Linked DNA regions of Gasterosteus aculeatus: region 2 is linked to region 1. A link is a contact called in public Hi-C data. All regions are on one chromosome and are shown on one strand. The core of a region is the stretch at or near the end of the contact, and the rest is flanking DNA. Distances in the headings are between cores, read along the strand shown. Region 1 holds the start of slc8a3 (solute carrier family 8 member 3). Region 2 overlaps slc8a3 (solute carrier family 8 member 3).

The links. A called contact is a pair of places that touch in the nucleus more often than the background predicts.
Region 2: a Hi-C map of whole body shows a contact between it and region 1, with 3 times the contacts expected there. The contact joins the enhancer-like site here to the promoter of slc8a3 in region 1. A contact is called at or near these places in 3 of 6 Hi-C or Micro-C datasets (skeletal muscle, tail fin and whole body).

What each region holds. Positions count from the first base shown.
Region 1 is chr15:13,346,493-13,353,535 of fGasAcu3.hap1.1, reverse strand. It overlaps slc8a3 (solute carrier family 8 member 3), which reads right to left and starts at 4,447. Exons shown (of 8, transcript XM_040198755.2): 1 at 3,927-4,447.
Region 2 is chr15:13,424,943-13,431,977 of fGasAcu3.hap1.1, reverse strand. slc8a3 (solute carrier family 8 member 3) reads right to left here. Exons shown (of 8, transcript XM_040198755.2): 4 at 4,406-4,423; 5 at 2,509-2,633; 6 at 2,059-2,158; 7 at 360-629. Among protein-coding and RNA genes, the nearest start is that of map3k9, 9.3 kb to the left of the region's middle. Within about 2 kb of position 3,672, at least 1 of the 9 cell types and tissues checked has open chromatin away from gene starts, as enhancers often do.

The sequences.
Region 1 (7,043 bases), core at 3,198-5,697:
ATTATATTTCGGGGATACAAATAATTGCATTACTATCTATATTGTAAAGATTTCTTGATCCAATCCTCCATAACTTTCAGAAATATATGGCTTTAAGGCCTTATAAAACTTTAAAATGCAGGGTGAATGCGGCTTGAAATTACATTTCTATGCTGTTAAAAAAATGTTGATTTCAGAGCATCGAGCTGATCTGGAGGACGGAAAAGGCGATGATAGCCAACAGTAGCAGAAGCAGGATACAATAAACTTTAAAGTTAACTTAATCAGCAGAGCCATTTATATGAACAGAGCCAGCTATAAAAAATCCCTGTGAGCGCTGAGCACAAACAAAAACAACAGGGAAATAATTGAGTGACAAAGTTTTAACTTAATGAGAGAAAAGTTTAATTTAAAAACTATGGATTTTCCAGCCTTTTGGACTTTTGTATCCGTATTAAAGTTGAACATAGAAACTCACCTACAAGAAAGATGTGTACTGCTTAAATTGCAGTCATTAACCTTTATTAACCGTACTGAAAATGACCTGCATTGGAAAAGTGAAATCCGGGATTCATTTTCCAAGGAGGCTAGAGGGAGTGCCTCGTTCTGTGTTGCATCGGAGCAGCATTGCTGACCTGCGAGCTTCGCCCTGTCTTTTTTATTGCCTGGTGGCTCGCCTGGGTGGACGGGCAGAAACTGCAATGAGGCAGAAACAGACGGAGCATCCAGAATTTAAAGGCTGGAGAGACTCTCAGTATGTTACAACGCAGGGCAGGGAATGATTAAAAGACTTCCCATTTAATAGTGAGGTGATGCGACACCTAAATCCAAGGTGTCGCATCAAAATCAACCCCCATATTTTAGGCTGACAACAATTACATCCTCGTTTGTAACCTGGGTCGATCTCACCTTTTTGGACTTATTGCTTAAAAAAAGGAACATGATTATGATTACTCCAATGTTGATATGGGAATTTTACTGTATTGCCAAAATTTGTTTATATTTACAAATCCAGAGAAAAGCAACATGTGTTTCTGTCACATTGACTGTAGATGCATTATTAACTCTATTGGCTCACTAGCTGTCTGGGTTTGTCTAGAGGTGCGTGCTGGGAATGCAGCGTAGTGTAGAGAGGACTTCACTTAAAACCGTTGCCCCCCCACATTGTAAAAACAACACTGTGAGGGTGAACCAAAACTGCAAAGACAAATACCAGAAAGCTATAACAATTGTCTGTGCTTTCATCACTGCAAACGACCTCTTTCACATGCAAGACTGATTGCAGCAGCTAAAAATGAGCTGAAATGTGATGTTATTTTCACACTACACTGTAGCTTTAATGCAGACAGCTGGAGCCGTCTCTACTGTATGTGTGGACGTGTGTTATGAGAGTTTGGGGGGTGGAGAGCGGTGGAAGAGAGTGAGCGTGCTCAGTCAACCCCTCCTGGATGAACACAGGCGCAACAAAATGGCCAATAAGCCAAATAGCCATAAATCCGAGAGCCAACTACTCGGGTGACACAAATCATTTTAAAGATATAAAAGCTATAGAATGACTCCCGATAGCTTCCGTTAAATACCTGCTGCCTTGAACCATCGGACATATACAGTTCATCAGCTGAATAACGTCATCCTTACAGAGATTAAAATACAGTTGTGCTAACTTCAACCATCTCCCACAAGACATAAAAGACGATATTATATACTCTATAAGCTGTCTTTTTGTTGTTGTTTCACATCTAGAAATGAATTCCGCAATCTGGAATTTCATACTAAGGAAGGCTATAACATTGCAACTAGCAGTACTACTACTTCTACTGCGACTATTATTAATATTATTACCAAAGGCATTACAATACTTGGAGAACTAACATTGCAAAACTGCGACTAACTACACCTCAACTACTACTAAACTGGTGCCCACAGAGACACAAAGTGTCCTGTGTGCATTCAAACCCTGCATTTATTCATTTTGCAAATACACAGATCAATTATCATATCAAGTTAATATAAATTGTAAATGAGGTTAAATCCCCTCTGAACTCTGAAAATGCTGGGACCTACAATTCCCACAATGCACCCCTATATTGCCTGCAATGGACTGTCACTGACTGGTATAAATGTTGCATCTCCAGAAGCATAAAAGTCTTTATATTACAAAACGAATGCTGGCAATGTGGATGGATTTCGGGAACGAGTTTGGGAACCCATTCAAGACACATTTCTACATGTAAAGCTCATTTAAATGATTGCATCCTAGCTCTAAGGGGGTCCAGGTGTATGACCTTTACAAGGATCTTGCATTTTAAATATTGATTTCTAATCAGCACTAAGAGTATTGTATGCTGTCAGCCAATGCAGAACGAACGATTCTATTTGCCTTTGTGTACCAACATTAGAGCCCTGACCCCTAAATTAGCAGCTACACAAAACAATTTGCATTCTAATTACCGTTTTAAGGATTGTATTTCACATCGTGAATGTAGAGGAGGCCTGACGCTGGAGTTTAATCAAGACTGTTCAGCTGCCACCTCAAAGTTTGTTTGTTTGTCGTTCACCAAAAAAACTGCACAAACGTAAGAGCCACATTACAGCGGACATATTATATAAGTTAAGCATGTGGTTAATTGTGACATATTCCAATGAAGTCCAACACTGACCATGTGCAACCTCGGCTATGTGTGGGTGAACCCACTTAAAACTGAATTCACAAAAATCTGTCAATGACGACGGAGGAGAGGGGGGGGGGCTATGGAGGGAGGGGGGGGGGGGGGTATTTTAAGCTCAGAGATGGATCTTCAGAGCCTCCTCCTGCAAGCCGTGAAGCAGCCCCTCAACATGTGGGTGAATCCACTTAAAACCAAATTTACAAAACTCCTAACCAACTCAATTCCTTCAGCCATTTGAATATATATCAACATTGGTTTTGGAACATTGTGATTTTTTGTGGTGTGTGTGTGTGTGTGTTTTTTTTAATGATTTTCTGAAATGTCATATGATTATCCAATTGATCCAACTGGTCGCACATACACACCGACAATATAATCGCAGCCATAACTTGACCTCAAAAACATTGAAATGGTTCAAATGAAAAGAATTAACTGCTATTAACATGTGATTGGGTGGCTTGTTTCAGTCCTGCATGTGACCGATGCAGACAGCGACACGGCGGTGACAGTTGCTCGCCTCTCGGGTCTCTTTTCCTATTTTGGGAAGAAGGTCCTACCTATGGAAGGCCACTTGACACGCGCGAAAACACGGACTCAGCAGCCCCCCCGGAGAGCCTCAGCTGTTGCTGATTAATCATCAGAAGGCAGGCCCGGGGAAGCCCCCGCCGGGGCACCCGCGGGCCCCCGCGGTGGCAACTTACAGGGTGCGCACGGTCTGATGCACAGACAATACACGTAGCCTAAAATGTTCCTCCCGCCGGACAACCGAGAGCCGACCCTCAGCAAACACCGGCGACTCCTGACAGGGGGAGCGCGCGAGGGGCCAGCGACACAGCGCGAGCTGAAAGAGGCGTGCATCCGAATCAAAGAAACGGGCTGGAGATCCAGGTGTGCAGCCAATCAGCGCTGTCCGACGCCTCGCGCTGACACACGCCAATTATCCGAACGGCACACCCAATCGAGGGTATCGCGAGTCCATCGCGGCGCGCTGCGATGGATCTCCTCTGCACGATGATGAGGATGCGGATGAGGAGGATCCTAAAGGCGGGTCGGACCCCGGGCAGGACGCAGCGCGCCGGAGTTCTGGACTACATCACTTGGCGGCTGTATTCGCAGCTTTGCATCTAGCGTGTCTTCTACCAGCTGTCCCCACAGTGCCGATCCGCGTCTTGCTGTCCCTCAGCAAATGTGGTCTACCGGGCCGCATCACTCAGTCGGCCCCCTGGTTATTGAAATAATCCCCGAGTTTGCATCACGCGTTTATTCATTGTAACATACCTGTATTTGTGTCCCCCGGAAATAGTCTCCTGTCCGCCCCCCTCCCTCCACCCGCCCTCCTCTGTATGGCTCCTTCGCCGTCCAGATCAGCCTCCGCCAGCAGTCTCAGTGTAGCGTCGCTGTTTGGATCTCTGGAGTCAAACGTGCTCCTCTGACCAACAACCCCCTCCCCCCCCGCCGGTGGAGCCACGGTGTCGTCCTCATGCACGGGGAGGCTGGTCCCCCCCCCCACCCACCTCGCTGGGTATTGGGGATTGGATCAAACTGGCCAGAGGTGATCGCCTGTCGTCCTCTCCTGCCTTGGCGACCTCCTCCCCGGATCCTCCCCGTCTGACGGATTGACCGGGTCGCAGAGCTGTCAATGACGAGGGAGGAGGGGGGTGGGTTATGGAAGGGGGGGGGGGGGGTATTTTAAGATCAGGGATGGATCTTCAGAGCCCGTCCGCACGGCTCTCCCTCCTCCTGGAAGCCGTGAATCAGCCCTCGCCTCCTCCCCCTCTCTCGCTCTCCGCTGCGATAGCAAAGGAAACCTGCGAGGACGCTCGCTCTTGTAGACCCCCCTCCCCCCCCCCCCCCCCCCCTCCTCCCCGGCGCCGTGAAGCTCCTTATTCCCGGCTGTATTCTCGAGATCGGAAGCCTAACACTGAATACTGACCACCGTGTTCCGTCGGAGGAGCGCCCGGGCTGAGCATCGGAGTTCCCCGCACTGTCATCGGGACTTTGCGCACCAGCGGAATGTGCGCGGCGCGCGTCTCCTCCGCGCGGGCTCCGTTTCTGGAGGTGATTGCATGGAGACGAGCTTCATCCAGACATCACCATGCGCGGATTATTAATCAGATTTGTAGGGGGGGGGGGGGGGGGGGTAATTCTCACGACGGTGGAGGTGTGAAATGGTTGCGCCCCCCCACCTGCCTTCCATCTTTAAAAGTCACACCGACAAGTCGCGCAACTACGTCACCACCCGCTGGGATGAGAAACCTGCACCACAAAGCACGATTATCATCCAGGTCCACGGCAAGGGTTCACAACGGGGGGGCTAAGAAAAGGGGGGGTGAACAGGATAAGCTTATTGTTGAAGTCTCAGCCGGTTATTTACCTCCACAAACACAGAGGGGCCCGTTTGGTCACGTGCTGCTAATATATGACACAACATGGGAAGAGGATCAGAGTCACGTATTCTGGCCACAAGCCACAAAGACCAAACAACACAGCAGATGAGGAAAATAGCTTCATAATTCAAACTAAATCTGCCGTTTAAATCAGAATGATTTTGTATCAAATGGGCATCAGTATGCACACACACAGAACCAGTAACCAGTCTGCAAAATCCCATTTATGAGTGCTGTATACAACAATTTTGCAGGACTTATTTTATATCATGGTAATAATGACATGAGTGTCAGCAGAGAGCCCCCCCCCCCCCCCCCCCCCCCTTTGATCAAGGACAGCTTGATTGGTTTTAACCAGCTTTGCACTCTTTTATGATAGAAATGTGACTTTCAAAGATGGGACGGGATTTAGCGACATCTAGCGGTGAGGTTGCATATCGCAACCAACTGAAAGCTTCTCCCGCGTGCAAAGCGTGCCGGATGAGCTACGGAAGAAATATGGCGGACTGTTCCATGAAGGGGATCATTCCGTATGTAGATTTGTTAAGGTTCCCATATATAACAATATAACATGTCTGCAAATTGCTAACCCATAATGCCATCTGTACATTTAAATAATACTAAGGAATACACCACGTTGTTTTCTGGCATAGACTTACGGGAAGAGGCCACTGTCATGTGTGCTCATTAAATAGCCGGTTAGCATAGCTTAGCACAAAGAGTGAAAATATGGCGTCGCAGCACACAGCAAATAAATACCTCATAGAACTCCATAAGGCTGTTGAAACTGATTCAGCATGATTCATTATTGAAGGCTTGCTTACAGTCTTTGCTCTAAACTAAGCTGGCTGTATCTCTTTCTGGTGTGTACAAACTAGTATGCCAGGAAAGTATTTTGCATATTTGTAAGTAGTGTCCCAATATGTATGTCAAATGCAGTAGGCCAAAAGTACTATGATGTTAGGATAAAGAAAACTGCATCAGGTGGCACCTGGCTGTGTGCAAGCCTGCATTCTTTACCTGCTATTCTGACCCCCAATCCCCAGTGCAGCAGAGGAGACGTCCCATTGACTGAGCAGGGAGAACACAGACTGACAGAAAGCCCTGACCCTAACCCCATGTCAGATACCACCCATGCATGCAACAGTCCCTACGTTTGATTGGTGCAGCTGCAGTACATCCTAAAAGTAAAATATAAATAGAATGAGATCTGGGACACGGATATTTCTTCTGGAAAGGAGCCGGTATGCAAATCAGAAAACAAAAATAATTAATTACATAGACCATGGGACAGAATCGTATTAACTTGTTCATATTTCCATGTTTGTTCCCAAAATGGACGGGGAGAGAAGAAAGGGGCCGATCTGGCCAGGCAGCCCCCACCACTCCGGTCTGCCATCCTCCTCTCCCTCTCTGTGTGATGGTGTAATTAGTATGGAGAATATGGCCGGATGTTTTAATGAAGTTTTCTTATCTGCTCCAGAAAGGGTGGAGGCGCAGGACAGATGGTGCACGCAGGCCTTTTAAGTGTACCTGCGGCCCGCGTGCATCACATCGGGATTGGAATTCAATGCCCGCTCTCGCCTCCTTCATCAAAGTCCCCCATGCGTTCCGTGATGATTAATGGATTATACTTGTAATCAACACACCAGACCCGCCTGTGCTTCCCACTGAGAGGAGCAGCACTTACAAGGGCCGGCGACTCGGTGGCCGCACGGCCCTTGAACCGACTGGGTGCATCGATCCCGCGGGAGCAGAGCGACGCCGCCTCTCCTTCCCGTATTCCCCCTCCTCTCCTGCTCCTGCCACGGCTCACTTGACAGCTGCGTCTCCCCAGATGAGGTTTATTAAAAGGCCCGGGCACGCGGCAGCAGAAGATCTGGGCGAGGGAACGAACACACCGCCGAGCACAAAATAGAGCTGCTCTTGCACTTTGTGATTTTTATTCCGTCTCTCCGCGCCGCGCTCGGCACTCTGCTCGTGCTGATCATCTGCAGGCTTGCAACAA
Region 2 (7,035 bases), core at 2,423-4,922, 79 kb before region 1:
TCCTGCCAAGTCCGCCTGCCACTCAAAATATAAATTACAGCAGCGAAGGCTGGCAATCTTCTCTGTGTTGTTTGTTTGTTTATATTTATACATTTTTTATTTTCAGATTGAACGCAGTGATGATTTATTAATGCTGCACACAGGACCTTTAATAAAAAATGTGCTGAGAGTGAAAGTTTTTAGTGACATATTGTTCCTGTCGGGTGAAAATGTCAGTTTGGAGGAAATAAGAATATCAGCCGTCTCGCTGCCAAATCATGTTTGAAAGAGTCTCAAAAGCTCAGCGTCAAAAACAAAACGGCAGACGACACATTTTCACATCACAAACACGACTAAATTAAACAAGATTCTTTCCTCACCTGGGACAGATGTGCCGAGTGCAACGAACACCACAGCGGTGACTGAGTCCTTGAGGCCGATGGTGCAGCCGAAGTGGGACGCCAGGTCGCCGATGACGGCCGTGAGCAGGCCGATGAGCACGATGGACACGATGAAGCAGGCCCAGCCGTTCAGGTAGTCCGTGGGAGGGACGCAAGCGAACAGGACCTTCCAGAAGACGGTGAGGAAGTGCATGACGTAGTCGAAGCAGGACGGCAGCCTCTCCTCCCCCGTGTCCTCCTCATCCTCATCTGATTGAAGGGAGTTTAAGGATCGATTAGGGAGGGTTAGGGGTGACAGAGGGGTCGAGGGGGAGAACAACGTTCTCATAACGTTCACTTTTGTCTGGTTGCTGTCTGGTTACTGTTGTGTGTATAACAAAAAAACAACGTATACATGTTTTACATGTACATAAAGCCGACAGCGCTCTGTTATAAATGAGGTTGATTTAAGAGAGGGCTGTTGATGGACACAACAGCGCCACATGCACTGCTCAAGGGAAATGGAAGAGCTGCTTACAGCCGGGGAAAAAAACAGGTTGTAGCACGGATTCAGGACGCATCATGTTCAAAGGGACACGTTGCTGTTGGCTAAAGGTCACAGACTCGGCACCACTCCCTCCATTTGTTCCGTCAAAGCAGAGCGCGCTCCCCGTGCGCCCCGCTACATAAAAGTGTCGTCTTGGAACAGCTAAATATTTAAATGTGAGTGGTCATCCTCCTTAGGTGGAGGAGCCGGGTCGTCCTCTGTGGGCCAACTGCTCCCAGGACCCTCAGTCGGACGGCAAGGACACTGCGCTGATTCAAAGCGTCAGGCCGCGTGAGTCGCATGCATTTTTCAGCCGAGGGTGGACCATGAAAAAATAAAGAGCCCCGCTGGATTAAATATTTCAAGCTCCAAAGTGACAAAGCCCGGCCATCACGGCGGCCACTACGCGGTGCAGGCACTGCACTGCAGGCTCATCTCATGCCGCATGTCGCCCCCGACATGATGGATGAGTTTTCTCTAGACGCGCGTGAGATTATTCCGGAGCTTCAAGTGCAGAGGATTTCAGCTAATTGAGTTCTTGGAGGCTCACACTGACGCCAACGTGTTGGGCTTGCGGTTGGTGGCGGCCAATATTTAGAGAGGATGGTTTTCAATATGCTGAGATTTAGATGAGAAGGTAGATACCCCTCATCCATCTGTAGATGAAGCTACCGCTGCTAGAAAGTTAGCTAAGCAAAAAGGAAGACGGCGAATAAGCAACTGCAGGATTGATTATTCCTTTAATGGGGACATATTGTGTGCTTTTAGGGACAAACATGTATTTTGGGTTGCATGTTTGTATTAATATAATGAATATCTGCATGTGTCGGTCTGACTACACCTGTATTCTCCATCCGTCTTTCAAGCTCAGTTTAACAGGTGTCTCTTTAAGCCCCCCCTCCTGAAAAAGGCCAGTCCGCTTTAATTGGTGCACCGTTGAAAAGGTCGTTCTCAAACCGTATTTTGTAATAAGCCTAATTGTGACATAGGAAGGCCTGTTTAAGGATTGTTAGTGGGTACTTTAGATCCCCAGACGTAAAAATGAGAGATGACAAACACCGGTGAGCTTGTTAAGTGGGGCACACTGATATTCCAGTGTATTTGCATGCAGCCCAATAAGCCAGAGCAGGAACCACGCAATGTCCACAGTACCTGCACTGACTGTAATGGCCTCCATGAACTGGTCTCTCCAGGAGTTGGTTCCCACCACCAGCGCCAGGTTGGTCTTCTTGATCAGCTTGTCCACCGTGCTCTGCGATGCAAGAATGAAAGCCATCCGTTATTTAAGTTCAGCGGCTGCTTCAGCAGAAGAAATAAACGCGCTTCGCCACACGATGGCAGTGGCATCCAGTGCCAGGCAGCGGAAACCTCCGTTGAATTCATGATGAAGCCACGCGGCGGAAAACAAACATGGTGGGTATGTCGTTTGTTTGGGGAGGGTTAGAGAATGCACTACGGACCACATCTCCAGAAATGCATTCCTGTGGGTTCCAAGGTGTCTAAAGAGCAACTGCTTCTGCATCTGTTATCTGTTTGACTGCACGGAACACACTATTTCCAGCACCACTATTCACACTACCTTCCATGAGTAATCTTTCCCACCTTAAACTCGTATGATTCCTCAATAATGACTTCCAGCTTGGAGTGTTCCCCCAGCACCGGTTTTCCCATCTCTGCGATGCGCCTGGCCTCCTCCTCGTCCGACGTCATCTTCCTGTCTGTTACATCTGAGCGCGGAGGGCGAGAGAGCAAAACACAAAGAGGAATCACAGCGGGAAAGATGGCAATAAAAATAAGGGGATGCTCAACTGATTAGCATGTTGCATTGCACAGCGTACAAACAAAACATCAGAGCGATGCTTCACTGGTATCAATTTGAATGTATTCAACCTTCAGCTCAGGCTCTACAGAGAGACAAGATTGGTTTCCTATGGCGTATTTCATGCAGTCATGTATGTCGCAATCAATCAGTGCAATGTTGTCTTCTGACTTTGTTAGTCAAAGGTTAGACAAACGCTCATGCACTTCCCGTTGTTCTACTTTTATCCAGACGAGTTGGAGTTTTCCATTGACTTTCAAGTTCCTGAAACATGGTGAAGAGCACTTGTGTTAAATACGGCAGTGAAGAAATACTTGGTTCTAAAAGGTCTGACATTCCCCAAAATGCCAAGTCACTCATTTGTTTTTGAGATACCGTCTCCAACCTGACATTGTGCAGATGTTCACTGACTTCTTTTAGGGCGGCGGGAGGGGGGGGGGGGGGTCTGTTATGGTCCCGCTAATCAGCAGTGAGGGATTTAAGACTGAGACTGTTAAATGTTTTAAATGTCACATTAAACTAATAGCTAAAACTTTCACTTTAAGTTGATCGAAGAGGGTTTTCTTCTGTGGAATGACAGATTTTTAAAAAACGGTGAACCTCAAACAGTCTGCATGACTGCACACTACGAATACTTCCACGGCCTTCCATTCAAAGTGAGTCCTCCTAAAGACCCGATCAGCCCCTCTCAGATGTGTCCTCGGCCGCTCGGCTCTAGAACGAAGCCACGATGCTTCACGGAGCTCCTGAGCGCACGGCGACTCCACGACGAGCGCCATGACATCAATTCCGTGCTGTCAAACTCTATCAAGAAGGAGCGGCTGTGCATCCAAAGGGCCTCTCATCCCGCTCCGCCTGTGTGTGTGTGTGTGTGTGTGACAGCCCCACTGAGCCACCTGGTGCAGAGACCTTGTCATCTCCTATACGAGTCCCAGCCTGCTGCTCTTTGCTGACAACACGCTTACCGTTAAATATTAATGATGCCATTAAAGATCACAGCCCGGTCCCCCCCCGATAGGAGGGAGTGTCCGCAGGAAAGCACACGCACACACACATGCATAATATACCAGCGCACGAGTTCTGCCACACACACACACACACGTGTACTTTTAAGCTAAATCAATTACACACCCGAGACAGTGTGCACCCTCAAGTCTTGACAGGACTTCTTTTGCTCATGTTTAAAAATTGATTATCGAGCCCTTCGCCTGCTCCACACTTCACTTCTACATGACACAATTTCCTTCACAGGGGAGAAGTTAAAATAAATTAATAATAACCCACTACCACAAAAGGTAATTAAATTTCTAATATTAGATCTGCAAATTATTTTACGGTTATCAAGTCTTAGTATCTTGCTTTTGACTGGAGAACATGATTTATGGATTTATGATTAATTAAATCTGCCGATCCATCTTTAAGTGCGACAGAGTGCTGCAAAGGAGCGTGTTCTTTGTCACGGTGACAGCAGAGGTGGATACAAAACACTTGTATGCAGTTTATTTGTAAGTGTGGTGCAAAATCTTCATCTGCATCAAAATAAACCACCCAAACCGTCGTCCTCGGAGATATCACATCATGCAACCTGGAGCCTAAAATTCAAGGCCGATGTTGAAACCGCAGCGAACACACAGAAAAAGATGGTCAGTGGAGATGCTGAGGGGGGAATGGGCAGCTTACCATCAGCTAACAACAGGGCTGTGGAGGAGAGGAGGGAGGGAGGAGGAGGAGGAGACATGGAGAAAACAGAAAGAGGATGAGCAGCAGGAATGGAAGAAATGTGCATTAGGACGAAAGGAGGAGAGAAATGCAATGGACCTCAGAGAATAGCTGAGTATTGACCCTTTGTTATAAAAATATACAGCACGAATTATTCACTGAGATGAGGGAGGGAAAGGAATGTGGTATTTGGTATGTTTTTATGACCATAAAGGCACAATCAAAGTTTATTAAAAAAGATGCTCAATAGAAAAAAAAGGAAAAAAGGCAGGATAATTTGTACGACATCAACTCACCTTTATTAAACCCACTTTCTCCATGATGACACCCTTATTAACCCTCACCTAACTAGCATGAAATAGTGTTGGACCAATATATGTATTTGTCCTAATAATATAATATAAAACCTTCTAACTCATGCAACACATTCACACACTTACACAGAAACAGTTGACTTATTTCACGAGGACTTATTATATAACACTTTAAAAATAAGTTTAAAAAAGAACAACAACAGTTAAAGAACAAAAGAACATGATGCAACACGAGATATAATCTTATATTAAATCGCCAAAGAACAGGACAAGCAGAAAAACGTTGGCTTTGAAGAAACTGAAAGGAATAAAATACAGCAAACAAATAAACAGGAAAGAAACATTTCAAGACAAACACAACTAAAAACAGTATTGCGTAATATTCAAAATAACCTTTAGGAAAGAGCCAACTTCTAGTTGGGAAATGTCATGTTCCTTTTCTGTTTCATCCTACATCAGATAGATTTGCTACATTGTTAAAATGACATTATTACTTATAGTCCCGATAACGAGTTTAGGGTTTCAAAATAAAGATCCAGCGTCGCCCCTGGAAGATGTCCAAGGAGGGAGCCGTCTCATTTTGAATTTACCCGGTGAGGTTTCCTCCAGTTTATCTCAGGGTCTCTAAGAAGATTCTCCTGTCATCTCAGAGATTAGAAGACCATTCATGTGATATTAAGCTACACAAATAACCTTTTCACTGGAGCAGACTGAAGTTGTAACTAAAAGATGCACTTCATCACTCACTCAGCCAGATGTGCTTTTCATTGGAGACGATTCTGCAAATCACCCAGTTACACCCAACCGCAAACATCCACATCAGAAGAAAGCTATGCTGACAATGGAGGTGCCTCATGCAGACGCCCAGGACGACCACGCTGCCTTCCTCAGCATTTTAATCAAGACTGCCTGGTTGTTTATCTGCGTGCTGTACTGCAGAGCAGATCGGTGACACAGCACGTCACGGTCAGATGCCTTTGGCAAAGTCTAAACCGCAACTAAATGATACGATTAAGAAAAGAAGGAGGCCCAACAAGTCGTCCAGCAGGGCGGCTAATTAGGTGACAAGATAAATCAAAAGAGGAGGAAGAGACGGGATAAAGCCAGAGATGCACATCGACAACTCTCCCTTTTCACGTCTTCATCATAATTCTTTTCCTTATGAAACCGGGACACTTGAGGGGCAAAAGGAAGCTGGTTACTTCTTCCACGAATACGTCTGATTTTCTAAACCTCTTTCAACAAAAGAAGATATACTAATGGACCTGTTTGTGTTGAGAGCAGCTTATCAACTTCCTAAATCCAAAGCGGCCCACAGTTCATCACCATAAGTGCGTTAATTGCCGTGGCCGACTTCCTTCATTATCATCAGTACGAGGGCCGAGCCGCGCTGATCCGGCGCCGCACCGCGTGCAGCCACTACTGTGCAGCCAATGCCGTGCGCTTGTCGGCAGGGTGCAGCGTTACACGCTAAGGAAAAAGTACCAGCGTGGCTTTAAAGTCAGTTTTTACTAAATCAGCAGGAAGTTGAGGCCTTTGGCATCGTTTGTTGAGCCTCAAGGGGACTGAATGTTCAGCGTGGACATAAACGCGCACAAGTCTTTAATCACTGAAATCACCAAATCATTAATTAACTGATTTCACCGCAATAAAATTCAGCACGCACACAAAGACGCAAATAACAAAAGACTTGCACATACGATTTCTGATAAGGAAACACACAAACAGAGGTGTTTGAAAAGCATAATAACCATCACACAACCCAGAAGGTTGTCATTCTGCCAACAGCACAGTTGTGAAAGGGAAGATTAACCAAAGAGATGTAATTGGAGGGGTGGAGGACTGTTGTGTGTGTGTGTGTGTGTGTGTGAGAGTGGAGGAGTAGGGTGGTGTGTTTAACCGTTATCATCAGCGTGTTTTCCTGCGCGCTCGGCCAAATCAGATCTGTCTCGTTACAAAAGAGTGAGTCCCTTTCTGGCTCACACTCTCACACACACACACACACACACTCACACACACACACACACACACACACACACACACACACACACACACACACACACACACACACACACGCACACACGCACACACAGAGGCCGGCTCTGAGTCACAGCATCAATAGAGCCCCTAAAGCTCGCCTCCTGTCCCCGCAGCTCATTAAGAGAGAATCATCATTTGACTTATGAGGGCTATTCTGGTTTTGCCGAGGCCTGCAGGGTGATCTGCGCCCAGAGCTGCATGTACTCACAACGAGAGGAAAGAGGTACACAAGATGGA